3 separate regions of the Rattus norvegicus genome follow, and all the other regions are linked to region 1. A link is a contact called in public Hi-C data. All regions are on one chromosome and are shown on one strand. The core of a region is the stretch at or near the end of the contact, and the rest is flanking DNA. Distances in the headings are between cores, read along the strand shown.

Region 1 (3,106 bases), core at 281-2,780:
TTTTCAATTCCATTACTGAAGAGTCCCAGATTACATAACCAATGTACTACATCATACTGGGCTTATATTGACACCTTGTGGTGAGTAAAGAAACTATTTTCCCCCATGGTCTGACAAAGAGCTTCTTAAACCTTTTAGTGTATATACAAAAGGTATAGGGGCAGGCTGTGTTGATAAAATACAAATTCTAATTCAATAAGTGGGGATGGAGTCAGCCTGGCAGTCTCACCAACTCCCAGGTAATCCTAATGCTTCCAATAAGTGGCTCACACCTAAATTAATAATGTCTCCCATTCTCACAGTGGAAGCGCAGGCATAGGCCAGACACACATACACTTTCCCCTCTTTCATCAGTTAACAATCTCTCTCTCATTCACCACTCCCACACACACTTCTCCAAGTTTTCCAATTAAGGTTATTTGTAGCACAGAAAAATCTCATTCTCTGCACCTGTACCAAAGTGTACCTAATAAACGTAGTTTGTTTTCTCGTTTAAGATACTAAGTTACTGCTAGTTCCAACCTCCGTTCTCTCTTTGAATAGACAATGCCTGGCTTTGGATTTCTCTAGGACCTTACCCAAGCTATTTAACTTCTCTGGCACTCAGATCAATTACCTTTAAATAAGGCTGAACAACAGCACCTAATCCAGAGGACTATCACACTTTCCTATAGACGGCATTAGCCATATACCAATTTATCGTTGTCCATGCTAGGCGGCCCTGCCACAGGTTATATACCCTCACTCTTATGTTGTTAACATAATGCAAAAAAAAAAAAGTTAGGATCACTTAACTATGGTTAGGTGATTCACAAAAACAAATCGATGAGTTAGGGAATTCCAACTAGACAGAGCACACATGGTGGCTCAGGTAATAACCCCACTACTGGGTGTAGGAGTTGGGGGTTGAGGAAGAAGGATCTTGAATTTGAAATCAAATTAAGCCAATTAGTTGGGGGTTGAGGAAGAAGGATCTTGAATTTGAAATCAAATTAAGCCAATTCCTGACCTACAGAGTAACAATGTCTCCAAACCCAGAAGAAAAAAAAAACAGCTATTTAGATACTGTTTCCCAAAGGCAAGATTGTTTAAAGAAACCAAGACTTTCCCTTTGATTCTCATCAACCGGGCGAAAACAACCCTTAAGAAAACTATTTTCTGCTGATTAGAATCAAGCCATAAGCCCCATACGCAGCGTTCACACTCTGAGGTCATCGTCACAGAATACTGATTCAAGTTCACATTTCAGGATGTCTCCCACTACATTTTTCAGCACAGGGCTTGAGGGGGAGTCGGAGCCCTGAACTGTCAGAAGGTCGATAGACCCGCCGGGTGCAAAGATGCATGGGCCGGAGGGATGAACCCGAGCCACGTACCAGGCTCCGGAGGTCTTCTCCTCGAGGTTTTGCAGCATTCTGCATTCTCGCTGCAGCGCTGCGACCTCCTCCTCCAAGGCGCGCAGTTCGCGGGTCTCCGGATCCATGGCTACCAGCAAGGAGCCCCGAGGGTGAAGCCAAGACTCAGCAGTCTGGGAACCTCTAGAGCTGGACGCTTCAAGCGGCGCGCGCGCTCCGGGCGCGGACCATTCGAGAACTCGCCGGGGAGAGGCTGCTGGGAGACGCGCGTCCACCCCTACTGCCTCAAACAACGTTCCAGAGCCTTACGTCCCTCAGAAAGTGTCTAGACGCTCCCGACGCTTCTGAGAGTTGGTTCGTTCCAAGCTCCAACGACCGCCCACTCCCTCTAACTGCCACTGGGCTAGCCGAACCCTAGCGTCACTGAAGAGGTGGTGCTGGGAAGCACGAGGAAAAGAGTCTCTTTATTTTGGTTCCGGGTCTTCACTTCCGCCAACTTGTCCCGGAAATCAGGAATCATGCGGCGGAGAGTCTTTTCTGTAGGAAGTTTTCTGTAGGAATTATGGATTTTTTTAACCCCTCTGGAAACTTTACAACGTGGAGGAGAACAAACAGAACGTTCGTGAAAAAGAAGGCAGACGAAATGAGGAGCCCTCTGGAACTGCGTGATAACGGAACCTTAGGAGATGGGGTTAGAAACCCTGTAGGAAGGAAAAGAAAATGCACCCGCCCGCACGTGTTATTAGACGTTAGGGGCTACTCTGCGCTTGAGCTGAGGAGCAAGCGTCTTGAGGAGAGTGTTTGCGCGTGAGAAGTGCTGGACTGTTGCTCCTAGCCTCTCCTCTCCTTCCTTGGGGTTTCTCGGAGGGAGAAGGCGGGGTTGGAAGGATGGGGCGGCGGCTACCAAGAAGTGGTACACTGTAGGTCTTTCCCAGACTGCAGGTCTTTGCTTTGGGGTCCTGCCGCCGCCGTCTTGTGATCTCGCTTGGAAGGAGTCAGCCAGCTTTTGAGGAAGGTTTGAATGAGAGCTGAGCACCTGCCGAGGGCTTAACGAGATGGAGAGACCCCTCGAAAACTTTTCCAGCAACCTTGGTAGGACATTGTTAACAGTTCCGGGGTCTGAAATTAGACCTCATTATGATCCTTGGTTCACCGCTGCTGTTTTCTAAATGGCCCTGGGACCTCCTACTCCTCTGACCGATGAGATCCACTCAAACTGAACAATACAGGCACACAGTGGGGAAATATATTTTAGGTATAACATAAGTTGCCCTCTTTGTGACTGAACAGCGCTTTGGGAACACTTATATTTTGCCATAGTATTGTAATTGCAGACTTTGTTATGACTATGGAACTCCAGGATGGAGACATTTTTATCCTCTAGCATACTATTTTTTGCCAATATCTGTTAAGGTAAAAATAAATGTAGAAATGAATGGGGGGGGCACCAGTACTGTGAATAAGAGCTGTGGTTGTTTTTAGAGAAAACATCTGGGTGCGGATATGTGGGTGTGCTGCGCTTAGGTCCAGTTGCAGTGGTTCATTGAAAATGTGGACGTAGGGCCTTTAAATCTTCCAGTGATAAAATCTGAAAGCAATACAAATGAAGAGACATAGCTTCATAAGATGAACTTGGCACAGACGTTCCAAGGGAAAGAGGTGTGCTTATATTTCTGAAAAACTGTTAAAGTGTTTTTCTGAACAAAATTACTTTTCCAGATAGATGCCCAACATTCCTGAAAGCCAACAGA
Region 2 (3,106 bases), core at 420-2,919, 240 kb before region 1:
CTGGAGCGGGGTTGGGGATTTAGCTCAGTGGTAGAGTGCTTGCCTAGCAAGCGCAAGGCCCTGGGTTCGGTCCCCAGCTCCGAAAAAAAAAAAAAAAAAAGAAAAAGAAAAAAGAAAAAAAAAAAGAAAGAAAACTCTGGAGCAGGTGTCTACATTGTTTTAGATAGCATTCTAAAATGATGAGCTATAAAAGAAGGTACCAACCTAGCTTCATGAGAATTAAAGAATGTGATTCGGCAGACACTTCAGGGCTCTGGAGATGGCTCAGCACTTGAGAACATTTGCAGCCTCCCAGAGAATTGCAGTTCAATTCCCAGCAGTCTCATCAGGTAACTTACAGTGCAGTAACCTCTAATTCCAGCTCCAGGGCATCTGTTGCCCTCTCCTGGACTCCATGGTCACTGCACAGGTGTGTGTGTGTGTGTGTGTGTGTGTGTGTGTGTGTGTGTGTGCGCGCGAGTGTGCACATGTGTGTCCACACAGAGATATACATATGCACATAATTAAATCTTTTTTTTTTGTTGTTTTTTTTTTTTTTTCGGAGCTGGGGACTGAACCCAGGGCCTTGCGCTTCCTAGGCAAGCGCTCTACCACTGAGCTAAATCCCCAACCCCCATAATTAAATCTTTTAAAAGGAATCTAGGCCTGGAGAGATGGCTTTGTGGTCACGAGCACTTGTTGCTCTTGCAGAGGACCTGATAGGATTCCCAGCACCCACACGGTGGCTCACAACCATCAGTAGCTCCAGATCCAGGGGATCCAATGGCCTGATCTGACCTCTGGGGACACTAAGCATGTACACGGCACACAGACGCACACACAGGCAGACACTCAGGAAACAAAAGAACAATTCAAAAGTTTAAAAGTTTTTAATGAGTTCTTTATTTATTTTTATATATTTATTTGTTTTATTTGTATGACTACACCATAGCTGTCTTCAGACACACCAGAAGAGGGCTCCAGATCCCATTGCAGAAGTTGTGAGCCGCCATGTGGTTACTGGGAATTGAACTCAGGACCTCTGGAAGAGCAGTCAGTGCTCTCAATTGCTGAAGACAAAGCAATTGCTAGGAGAAAAAAGGTTTTTTTTGTTTGTTTGTTTTGTTTGTTTTTTGTATATCTGATAGGTACGTAGATGAGTAGTAACCAGATATATAAAGCATTATTTCTCTATTTCGCCTTTTTTTTGAGACAGTCTCACGTAGCCCAGTGTGTCCCGGAACTAGAACTCCTGATTCCCATGCTACACCTTCCAAGTCCTGGAATACAGGCATGCTCCACCACATGTGTTCTATGCAGTGATGGGGACCGTAAGCATTCTACCAACTGAGATACACAGCCTAGTCCCAGAACTTCTAAACAGTGGGTGAGTCCCCCACAGTGTGCACGTGGAGGTCAGAGGACAACTTTTGGGGGTCCTGGGAATTGAACTCAGGTCATCAGGTTTGATACCAAGTGCCTTTCCCCGCAGAGCCATCTTGACTCTCTAGGTCAACAGTAAGATGAAGGTGTTGAAGACTGCAGACTGTGAAGAGCAGAGACTGCCGCTCAGAACCTCCCCTCAGGGGGAGGGCCCTTGCACTGAACAAAGACTGGAAGGCAAAGGAGAGGAGGAGGCTTGCTGGTGGGAGGGCAATGGCTTGGAGGCTGTGGTTAGGGAGGTTGGATTAGAGACGGGAGTGTATTTGGCTTTCTGGTTGGTCCTAAGTTGGAAGCAGGCTATTGATCAGGTCCTGGTGTTTGGGACTGATTGTTCTAGAGGTTAATATTTAGCTTCCCAGGAGTCCCTAGAGATAGCGTCCTGCTTCCTGTAGGCTGCCCACACAGCTGCCCTCCTTGGCTGGTTTCTACAGATAAGGGTTGCCTTCCTGTTCAGGTCGCTGTGGGTGGGGTCAAAGTTCCATTTTTATAGATGGTCTTTCTGGACCTTGTCCATTTGGTTAATCAGGATCTCACAAACAACCCGATTTAAAGTTGGGTGAGATTCTTGAGTAAATCTGTCAGGAAGAAAATGCAATTCAAAACATAAGTACCTAAATGACATTATCAAAGCAAAACAGACACCCACCACACACATGTGCACCGCATACACACATCACACACCGTCACCAGGTACACATATACACATACCAAACATATAAACGCCAGACACATGCATGCACTCTCAAAGTTGTCTTTAGACCCCTAGGTGCACTGCCGAAAAGTACCTGTCCACCAACACATCAAGTGCATGTGTCATGCATACACAGTAAAAAAAAGACCCAGAAGTTTCTATGTCTATAATTTTTTTTTTTTTTTGAAACAGGTTCTAAAGTAGCCCGGGCTGGCTTCGGGCTCAGTATGTAGCCAAGGTGACTTTGGACTTCTGATTCTCCTGCTTCTGTCTTCCCAGCGCTGAAATTACAGGCATGTACCATCACAACCAGCTAGGCTTTTCCTTCCTCCCTCCCTCCCTCCCTCCCTCCCTCCCTCCCTCCCTCCCTCCTTTCCTTCCTTCCTTCTTTTCTTTCTTCCTTCCTTTCTTTGAGATACATACAAATCTGCTATTTATGTAGCTCAGGCTGGCCTAGGACTCTTAGTAATCCATCTACCTCTGTGTCTTGAATAACAAACAAGATGTGCATTCCAAATCCAGCTTACCCCCAGAATTCCACTCAAAAGCAATAAAAGAGAAAATCTACTCAAAGACTTAGACCATTATTTATTCTAACAAGAAAATCTACTTGCTTATGAGCTCGCCGGTGACCATGCAAGCTCACTGGGGTGCGCTTCTGTGATGAAATGCTAGAAGTTTAAAATGACCCTAGAACAAGCTGTTCCCATTGGTTCCACGAGCTTCTTACTGAAGCCCAAAGCTTGCTTGTCGGAACTTGTGAAACTGGAGACAGGCTAGAAGTCTCCTTCAGCTCCAACTGCAGGCCAACGCTACATCCTGGCCCTCAGATCAGACCCTCCACAGTGGGGGCTTTGAGAAAGTATCACAATGGACGTCTTCCTCCTGTGCTAAGCCCCCCCTCCCCCGGCCCCTCAGAAGTCCAGGTTATTGGCCTTTCTCACTGGGGGCTGCCTGGGATCTGGCTTCCTCCTTGGTCTTCTTCTGACCTGG
Region 3 (3,106 bases), core at 366-2,865, 180 kb before region 1:
GTTTGAGGGAGGACAAGGAAGGGAAAATGATGTCATTCTATTTCAATTAAAACATTTTTTACAAAGTGAAGACAAAGACAAATGTTGGTGTTGCCATTGTTTTGCTCTCATCTCCTGAACACGAGCGCCTCCATGAGTGTGTAAATGAGTCGCTGAGTTTGTTTGGTAGGTTCCAGTGCTGTATGATCACAAAGAGTAGATGTTATTAGTATTTAAATATTTTCACTTTACTTTTCGAGCTTTTATCTCATTAGCTGTTTGGCTATGAAAACAGCACATACAGGAGAGTGTTCAGAAAAAGTGTATAGTCAATGAGCAGGAGCCAACCAGAGCCCTACTGGGACCGTTTCTCAGCTTCGACTAAGATCCAGTGTGCAGTCTCTGGAGTCTGGCTAAGCTACCTGTGTCCCTGAGGAACGTCTTTGGCCTTCACATATAGAATCATTCTGTGCACGCTCCCGTGTTCTGTAGCCTGTTCTTTAGAGGTGTCTGAGCTGTGCCTTTGCACTTGACTGTGAGCCTTGCTCGCCTGGCACCAGAAGTCAACACTTTCCAGGGGGCCTTTTGTCTTTGGATACTTCCCACCTTCACATTCCCTTTCCTGTCATAGTAGAACTGCTCTAGGTTCTTGTGCTTACTATTTGTACCATGTCTTTTTCACCACTTTATATTCTTTTGTCTTTGAATAGACATGGAATGGTTTATTTCATGAGTTTGTACACTGCGTGTGTGCGGGAGCCCTAAGAGGCCAGAGTGTGGCAGGCCGCTCGGGACTAGGTGACAGGTGGCTGTGAGCTGCCTGATGCGGGTGCGGAGAAGCAGACCTGGATCCTTTGCGAGAGCATCAAGTGTTCCTAACCATTGAGCAATCTTCCCAGGTCCTATAATTGTTTTAAAAACAGTCACTCAGGATGGTAGAGAGACAGATTAATAGATACTGGTAAGTCTAGGAGTTGGACAGATGGATTATTAATATAAAGGCCTTGTTTTCCCTTGGAGAAAACCTTAGGTTCTGTTCCCAGCATCTACATCAGGATAGATACTCACTTCTAATTCCAGCTCCTGTGGACCCACTCCTCCTTTTGGCCTCTGAGAGCACTTGCACACATGTGCATACACTCACAGACAGACAGACAGACAGACAGACAGACACGCACACACACACAAACATAAAAGAAGAAACAAACCTATCCCGACACTATCTCTGTCACTTAGACTTAAAATTTGAGACAGTGCCTCATGTTTCCCAGGCTGGTCCTCTTGCCTCAGCCTCCCTTGTGCTGGGACTGCAGGGGGCCGCCACACCCCAAAGCATCTTTACTCATCCTTAGTGTAGGTCTGACTGGCAGTGGTCTTAGCTTTGTTTAATGAAACGGTAACTATTTTTCTGGAGATACTTTGGGATCTGTAGGGCTTTGATGTCTTTAGTTTAGGGAAAGGGACTTTTCTTCTCCCCTTCCACTTCTTATTTGACCCGAGCCTCTGCCTTTGTCCAGTTCATAGCGTTGTGGGTAATTAGTGTTACATTTCTTAGAGATCAGAATGTGGGGGTCACTGTTGCAGTGGACGGGGGAGGATGCTTCACATCCCTGTCACTGCCTTCTAGCTTACTCAGGCTGGCTACTCAGCCTCGCTTCCCTTAAGGCTGTCCCCTCTATCTAGTGGCACTTCTCTTCAGTTAATCTGATGAATGCTTAATGTTGTCTTTGTTTTTCTAAAAATCTTAAATGGCTGATTTTTATGGCTTCCAGTTCTCAGAGGTTCTCTTTGTTTTGATTCCTTGAGTAGAGCAGTGTGTATGCTTGGTACCTCAGTAGCTGGAGTCCATGTGTGCATCCGTGTCAACTATTAGCTGTGGGGTTGTTTTTCAGCTTTAGCTCTTTTTACAAAAGTGTCTTTTAGACCATTTTCCATTTCTCAGCAGAAGTGAAGGGAACTAGAGGTTCTCACAGCCCTTCTGTGCTTTTTTTTTTTGGTTGGCTTTTATTCATGTCATCTGTCTTATGCCTGCATATTTTTACTTGCATGTCAGAAATGGTATTTGTAAAATTATTTTAGAGATCATTTGCTGCCTAGAGAGTTTTAGGCTTGTCTTTGTCAGGAGGACTGGCAGGCTGGTGTCACTTTGGCCCACTTTGGTCCTTCTGAAGAAAAGCAGCAGTTATTGGCAGGGCCTCAGCTTAGGCTCAGGGTTAGAAGGTCCATGTGGTTCCTGCCCTGCCAGCACCGAAGGTTGACCTTTCTTTGGAAAACAGACCCAGATCCCTGTCTCTGTGTTATTAGCAATGCCTCCAATCACAAGTTTTTGACCATTTCGGTTTTCCAGTTGGCTGTTGCCACTGAACAGGCTCAGGAACTCACTGGAACACTGCTGAAGTGAAAACACGACTCCTTGCTTTGTGTCTAAGTTACCCTCCCCTCCCCCAGAGCAGAAAAAGGTTTGCCATTAGTTTGATTTGTAGCAATAATACCTTCTTATAGATAAGACATGCATTACATATGTAAATATTTTATATTTCTATGTTAGGGCTGGAGAGATGGCTCAGCATTTGAAGAGCACTGGCTGCTCTTCCAGAGGACCTTGATTCAATTCCTAGCAACCGCATGGTGGCCCACACCCATCTGTACCTTCACTTCCAGGGGATTTGATGCCCTCTACTGGCCTTCCTAGGAACTGCACAACATGCAGACAAAACACACATACACATAAAGGAATTTATATGTAGTCCAGTCTGGCCTCAGATTCATTGTTGCTGTAGAAGGTGATTTGAATTCCTGATTTTTCCAATGCCCCCTCCCAAGTGCTGGGATTATAGGTGTACCCCACCACACCTGCCCAGGACTGAGACATTCTCCATTTTGATAAGTTGGGTGTGTTTGTTTCTTACTTCTCTTGTCTTGGATTAGGACTGCGTTGCATAAATCCTTGGTAGGTACCTGTTTAGGTTTTAAAACTGTCTTTGTGTGGCTTCTTGTTGTACCTTGGTTAGACTGGCAGTGCTTTAAGGGCACTTTTTATTTGCCTCTTTTTTTTTTTTTTTTGACTTGGCTTCTGGGTATGTATCCTGAGATAACAAACTTCACTGCTAACTGGAGGGTATACAGA

The links. A called contact is a pair of places that touch in the nucleus more often than the background predicts.
Region 2: a contact with region 1 is called in a Hi-C map of hepatocytes, with 2.8 times the contacts expected there. The contact joins the enhancer-like site here to the promoter of Cenpp in region 1. A contact is called at or near these places in 7 of 12 Hi-C or Micro-C datasets (the A7r5 cell line, Schwann cells, frontal cortex and 3 more).
Region 3: a contact with region 1 is called in a Hi-C map of Schwann cells, with 6 times the contacts expected there. The contact joins the enhancer-like site here to the promoter of Cenpp in region 1. A contact is called at or near these places in 11 of 12 Hi-C or Micro-C datasets (the A7r5 cell line, Schwann cells, frontal cortex and 6 more) and 1 of 1 datasets of contacts at active chromatin or transcription factors (oligodendrocytes).

Annotation. Positions count from the first base shown.
Region 1 is chr17:15,218,945-15,222,050 of GRCr8, reverse strand. Cenpp (centromere protein P) reads right to left here and starts at 1,530. Exons shown (of 8, transcript NM_001402493.1): 1 at 1,377-1,530. The coding sequence starts at 1,483. Nol8 (nucleolar protein 8) reads left to right here and starts at 1,849. Exons shown (of 17, transcript NM_001395573.1): 1 at 1,849-2,447; 2 at 3,075-3,106. The coding sequence starts at 2,411.
Region 2 is chr17:15,459,149-15,462,254 of GRCr8, reverse strand. It overlaps a transcript of Bicd2 not described here. Among named protein-coding and RNA genes, the nearest start is that of Rps12l8, 12 kb to the right of the region's middle. Within about 2 kb of position 1,669, at least 5 of the 93 cell types and tissues checked have an H3K27ac peak or open chromatin away from gene starts, as enhancers often do. A contact at or near this core is called in hepatocytes, where this site is marked.
Region 3 is chr17:15,401,825-15,404,930 of GRCr8, reverse strand. All of the region lies in intron 11 of Ippk (inositol-pentakisphosphate 2-kinase), which reads left to right. Among named protein-coding and RNA genes, the nearest start is that of Ippk, 33 kb to the left of the region's middle. Within about 2 kb of position 1,615, at least 9 of the 93 cell types and tissues checked have an H3K27ac peak or open chromatin away from gene starts, as enhancers often do. A contact at or near this core is called in Schwann cells, where this site is marked.